Regions from separate parts of the Rattus norvegicus genome. Here region 2 is linked to region 1. A link is a contact called in public Hi-C data. All regions are on one chromosome and are shown on one strand. Each heading gives the region's core, a stretch centred on a gene start, on an enhancer-like site or on the middle of the called end of the contact. The rest is flanking DNA. Distances are from core to core; before and after follow the strand shown. Region 1 overlaps Tnik (TRAF2 and NCK interacting kinase). Region 2 holds the start of Slc2a2 (solute carrier family 2 member 2).

What was found. A called contact is a pair of places that touch in the nucleus more often than the background predicts.
Region 2: a contact with region 1 is called in a Hi-C map of liver, with 4 times the contacts expected there. The contact joins the promoter of Slc2a2 here to the enhancer-like site in region 1. A contact is called at or near these places in 4 of 12 Hi-C or Micro-C datasets (hepatocytes, kidney and liver).

Annotation. Positions count from the first base shown.
Region 1 is chr2:113,498,743-113,501,714 of GRCr8, forward strand. All of the region lies in intron 27 of Tnik (TRAF2 and NCK interacting kinase), which reads left to right. Among named protein-coding and RNA genes, the nearest start is that of Slc2a2, 40 kb to the right of the region's middle. Within about 2 kb of position 1,544, at least 10 of the 93 cell types and tissues checked have an H3K27ac peak or open chromatin away from gene starts, as enhancers often do. A contact at or near this core is called in hepatocytes and liver, where this site is marked.
Region 2 is chr2:113,538,826-113,541,797 of GRCr8, forward strand. Slc2a2 (solute carrier family 2 member 2) reads left to right here and starts at 1,545. Exons shown (of 11, transcript NM_012879.2): 1 at 1,545-1,592. The coding sequence starts at 1,578.

The DNA.
Region 1 (2,972 bases), core at 294-2,793:
CACTGTACTCTGCTTTACCAGGCAACTATTTTAAATATTATTCTCATCAGGAAAACTCTGATAGAAACACATTGAATAATGTTTGATCGAATATTTGATTTGATTAGCCCAGCCAAATTGACCTATAAAGTTAAGCATTATGCTATCAAATTACACGTCAGTGTGAAGACATTTATAGGCAGGCCCTAGCTCCAGAATATTCCATTTCATGCACCGTCTCTGAGAAAGCTACTGAGGATGTGTCCCACTAAAATAAAAAACAAAAATCAAAAAAAACTAAACTTAGTGATTGTGGAAAAGAAGATAAAAGAAGTGCCCAGAACGATGCCCAAAAGAATGTGAGATGACCACTTTACCTCAGGCCCACAAAACAAGATAGTGCAGAGCACCAGAGTCCTACCAACAAGAGAAAACACCACAGCATGCGTAGATGAAGACCGCTCAACCATTCAGAAAGACACTTCCTAGCAGAAAGTTCACATCTACTTAAATGCGTAGAAAGAAAGGCAGTGAGAAAACATGAGGAAGAGTTGGAAAGAAAAGCCTCATCGTGGTGTGCTACATGCCGTAGGTGTGAGCGGAGATTAGCTGAACTCTTAAGACACTTTCACCTGAGCTTTGACATGAGTAAACCGGGCATGAGGTAGGCAGTAGTGTGCATGTGTGAGCTCTAAGCAACTTCGTGGAAGGGAAATGGCTTTACAAATTGATAGTTTTCATGCTGAGAACCCCATCGCTACTGTCCATATTTGAAAGTGGGACTGATGGTGTGGCTTTTGAGAATCTTTTCCTTTAAAACTTGTCTCTGGCGATTGAAAGGAATAAGGAAATTTCTGCGTGTTCATGAGATGTACACAAGACTTCAGCTTGGTTTTTTAACTGAGAAATAACAGCACAGGCACAGCAGAGAGGCTTTCGACATTGCCCCGAAGGTTGCCCTCGTGTAGTCTCAAGAAGGCACCGTATGGGTTTGAAACTGTAACCTACAGAGTTGGTCCAGCCACAGATTTATGTGGTGGTAACTGAGAGCAGAAACAGCAATCAGGGGAGATACCATAAAGGAACTCAGAAAACAAGAACCAACTTATTCATATTGTCTGTCTTGGAACCTTAGTGTCTTATCTTTTGACAACTAGAGAGGGCCTTGTTCTAGAATGTTCTCCATGCCCCTTCCTCCGCATTCATTCCAAGTCACCTTCTGAGATGTCTTGACATTAGGAGACAGAGACAAGTGACTAGGAGATTCAATCAAGAAAGCTCACCCCCTCCCATACATGATGAGCCCTTTGTGTTTTGTGCCCTAAAGGAGCCTTTCTAATCTTTATAGCACAATGGGCTTGTTTATATGCACTTATTTAGAAACATAAAGGTAAGCTGGGGGGGGGGGTACAGACAAGGTTCACAAACACACACAGCACCTGTAAAATGCATCACCACAGCCTGAGTCTGTCCGACTGCTCCCCATCGGAGAGTACAGTGCCAGACACTGAAACCAGCTAAGCAGTGTTTGACCAAGGGAGGAAGGGATGTTGACTGGGCAGAGTACTATTCACAAAGCAGACCACATGGGGGAGTATGTTTTCCATAGCAATCTGGTGACATCCAGGCCCCACCACTGCCTTTGTGTGGGAATCAGAATTATTTCGTCCTTTCTTGTCATCCTCTGAGGCTGCAGTTTCCTCTTTCCTTAGTCGGACTGTGTGGCAAAGCATTAGACCCAGCCCACACCATCCCCACCAGGCAGCACAGAGCTTCATGTCCACAAGCTCTGCATTCGTGAAGACTGCGGGTTTCTGCATGAAAGAGACATGCATGTTCTCAGAAAGAAGCAGAGCACTTCAAGTGTGACTGTGGAAAACATTTAGGATTGCTTCTAAAGATGGCTCTGAAAAACAGCTGTTAAATTTTCCTTTGCATAGAAATATTTTTTAATTATCATTTGACATGTATTAGCCCAAATATTTTAGTGATCGGATTGTGTCACATAAACTAGGATCATGTAATTATAAAGCCATAAGACTAATTGCAGGAGACAGTAACATTTCTGAATGCTGTGTCTTGCCTATACCTGGAAAACGTTTTAAAAATGTCAGCATCCTGCTTAACCTACTCATCTCCCATCAGCCTTCTGAACATTTCTAATCTGGTCCTTCTGATCAAGGCTGTCTTATTTCACTGCCTTGGCACACACATGCCGACCGATAACACAAAGTTACAGAAGAAGGTGTGACCTGAGAGCAATAGTTGATCAGTACTCACTAGGACTTTGAGACCCTCTTAAGTATCAGAAAAATTTTACCTCGGTTATCCAGAAAACCACAGCTTCTTGCTTGTGGAATTCCAGTCAAGATAGCAAAGGCACCTTATAATGCATGTAACTAGTCCCATGTGCTCAAATTCCTATGAAATTCAAAAACAGAAGACAAGAAGGACAATATCTGCTAATAACTTTGTAAAAGAACTTGAATGAGACATTGAGCAAATTTCATCTTATATAAACAATAAAATAGGTATTACAGAAAAGCAAGTGGTTTAATCTAAAAGTCACATAAAATACTAATTTTTCCTATATATGCTTACCTAATGTTTCTTTTAAGGATGTGTTAATCTTTGTGAATCTTTCTCTGTAAGGTCAGAGAACAAGCCATGTTGGCTGGGGTGTAGCTCGATGGCAGAGTATTTAAAAGGAGGGATTGGGTTTAGTCCCTAGCATTGCAAAGGTGGGGGGGGGGGCAGTTCACACCGTAAAAAAATTATAAAAGAGCCGAGCAGAAACCAACATTTCATATATCATATATCCCTGTAAAAATCTATCCTACCTGACTTTCTTACGATACAGGATATTTTTTGTACAGATATTTTATACAGAAAATAACTGGCATATGTATCATTTGTTTGCAGAATTAGACTCGTCCTTTAATAGTGGGAAATCCAGAAGGCTTTAAAGAATTCTGTATCCCTTCAAAGGCATC
Region 2 (2,972 bases), core at 295-2,794, 40 kb after region 1:
AAAGTCTAGGCATGGCCTGGCAGTGCCTATCATCCCTGCACTGAAGTGGATCTGCTGACCTGTGAAAGTCATGCATGTGGCTTTCAGATTCTCTGAGGTCCTGCCTCAAATAGAGGCAGGTACAGGGTAGTGGAGGAAGACTCTTTAACACCAATCCCTGGCCTCCACACAGAGCAGTACATACACATGCATACAACACACATACACAGAGAGAGACAGAGACAGAGAGACAGAGAGACAGACAGATAGACAGAGAGATAGACAGATAGATGGACAGAGAGAGGCAGAGAGAGAGACAGAGAGGAAGAGACACAGAGAAAGAGAGAGAGAGAGAGAAAGAGACAGAGACAGACAGACAGACAGACACAGGGAAACAGACAGAGATAGACAGACAGAGAGACAGAGAGAGAGGAGAAGAGAGAGAGAGAGAGAGAGAGGGAGAGGGAGAGGGAGAGAGAGAGAGAGAGGGAGGGAGAGAGGGAGAGAGGGGGGGGGATATGGATGAGGAAAGGTGGGAAAGTCAGGTCAATTAATTCCAGTTTCCCTCTGGCCGTCATGGTTCTGTCTTTTACCATCGCCTCTCACATTTCCTCTGCTGCAAACTGGCCCCGTAAGGACTCTGTGGGTGCCAGTAACCACAGCCGCCAGTCACAGTGAAGCTACACTAACTTTGGTATCTCCCTCATTATTTTTGGATCAGATGCCAGAGGGGATTCCTAGAAAGAAACAAGATGAAGACATGTGAGTAGAATTTATAGGAAACCCAAGGCTATAACAAACACACTCCCTCTCCCAATCAGGGTCTCTATGTGTAGCCAAGGCTGTCCTGCAACTCCCATGCCATCCAATGAGCCTCCAACTCAGCCCTCCTGTCCCAGCCTCCCCAGTGTGAGCATTACAGATGTGTCACCCCATCCGGCTGCGTGTCTCATCCTAAAATACACTGAGTTAATAACAACAGAAAGCATGTGGCCACCATCTACCAAGAACTTTTTTTGTATGCCAAACATTTATCGTGCTATTTCGTTTAATCCCCTCAACAAAACAGAATGCCTGTGCTATTATCTCTATTTGGTCAAGTCAGAAACCAAACAATAGAAAACTAAGACACAGAAAAGTCACAGTGCAGACCCCTCCGGCCCTCATTCAGATAGAAAACCAATGCCTCCACAGTCTGTGGCTACAGAGCCCACAGCACTAGTTCTCTGCAGCGCAAACTGCTCTGCACCCTCCCCCCTCCCCACTTTGGCTTCCCCACAACACAGCATGGCTCAGCTTCTCTAAGATACCCTACAGGTTGCTCCTCTCACCTGTCCCCATCCCATTTCTGCCACATTCATCAGCCCTTAAAATGGTTCTGCCTCTGGCTTGTAACTTATGAGACCTCCTATTGTTCTCAAGCCACAGGTCAAGGTATATTGATTGAATTACCATCAATACGCAGCCTTGGTTAAGAAGGTCAGAATTCACCTCCGCTTGCTCCTCCTCCTACAATGTATAACCAGGCAGAGCTGAGGACAGCTACTCATCCACATTCGGAACAGGACCTGGATTGAGACAACAACTCCGCACGCAACATGTCAGAAGACAAGGTACAGCAACCTTGGGTTCTTTTGACTTTGGTTTTGAGGCAGTTGGGAATCTGTTCAAGACAAGGGAGTCTGTTCAGTTTATATGCTAACACGGAGTGCAGTTACCACAGATTTGGGCTACCTCTTTGGCCAATTACTTATCCTTTTGGCTGCTAAGTAAATCGCACATTTCTTATTCAATAATCGGAGGTCTAAGGATACTTGCTGTTTTGAATAGCCTGCTACTGAATGTGCCTATCGCCCCCAAGAGCTGGGGCAAGTTAACAGGAATCCAATCATGAACATGGATCTGGATTGTTAAAAAATGCTCAGGAATGAATGAGAATTCTCGACTAGGAGACTGAGAACTGACTGTTGCAGATTACTTGGGACCATGGGGAAGAAGAAAAGATTAGATGAAGCACCATCTGGGGGATTATGACTTTGGGCTGACTCTTACCTAATATTACCATAGCCTGCAGTGTAGTCATGGGTGTGACAGCATTGCAATCAGACAGGGAGATGCCTATGTTCTTAAGCAGAGTCCCTGTTGAAGTCTTAGAAATGAGGTGGCACAGATACTCTGTAGCTCGTTCAGCCAAATCAATCCACAGTAAGAAACCAATGCGGTGAGAGTTAGGTAATCATTGGGGAGCAAAGTGAAGGCTGTGGGGTTCTCATTTCTCTGTTACTTCAATGTCTCTGTAGATAGAATCCTTTGCAAATAAAACCTTCAAACAGGTGTGTCATTCTCTGTGCTTACCAGCTCTCCCCAACCCCTGCATACAATAATAGAAGTTGATAAATCTTTAGCCCTGTTAAGAGTGGGGCTCTCACACACTGACATCGTGAGGACTGAGCTGAGTGCCCCTTGGTAAAGGACACCACGTGTTGTGGAATCAGCCAGGCTCAAAGGTGGGTTCTAATGCTGTGTGCTGCTGAGAGTCAGACTAAATCAACTGACCTTTGTGTTGTCTACACTGTGCCAATGTAAGGACTCCTGGGCTATGATATGGGCAGTCCAGGCATTATGAAGCCATCTCTCTGGAGCTCAGAGTAAGAAAAAGACAACATGAGGAAGGCTTAGAGGGCAAATGTTTAAATGTCAGTTACGTATTTGTACAACACATATTTAAAGAATCTCTATGGAAATAGAGATTCTGTGAGCACTATAGCTCAGGATACAGCTACATCAGGAAAAACTGTAATGACTCACTAACGATTCTGAAATTGGTAACTACAGGGATGTTGTACAGATTCAGGAACTGTGGAAAGGCAGCAGTCATAGACCTGATGCCTAGATGATGTTGTCAGGAGGAAGGTACTATGCTTAACAGCGCCAGTCCAGAGCAGTTCAAGCTCTGGTAACTTCCCTGTGCTTCAGAGACTAAAGATCTTCCT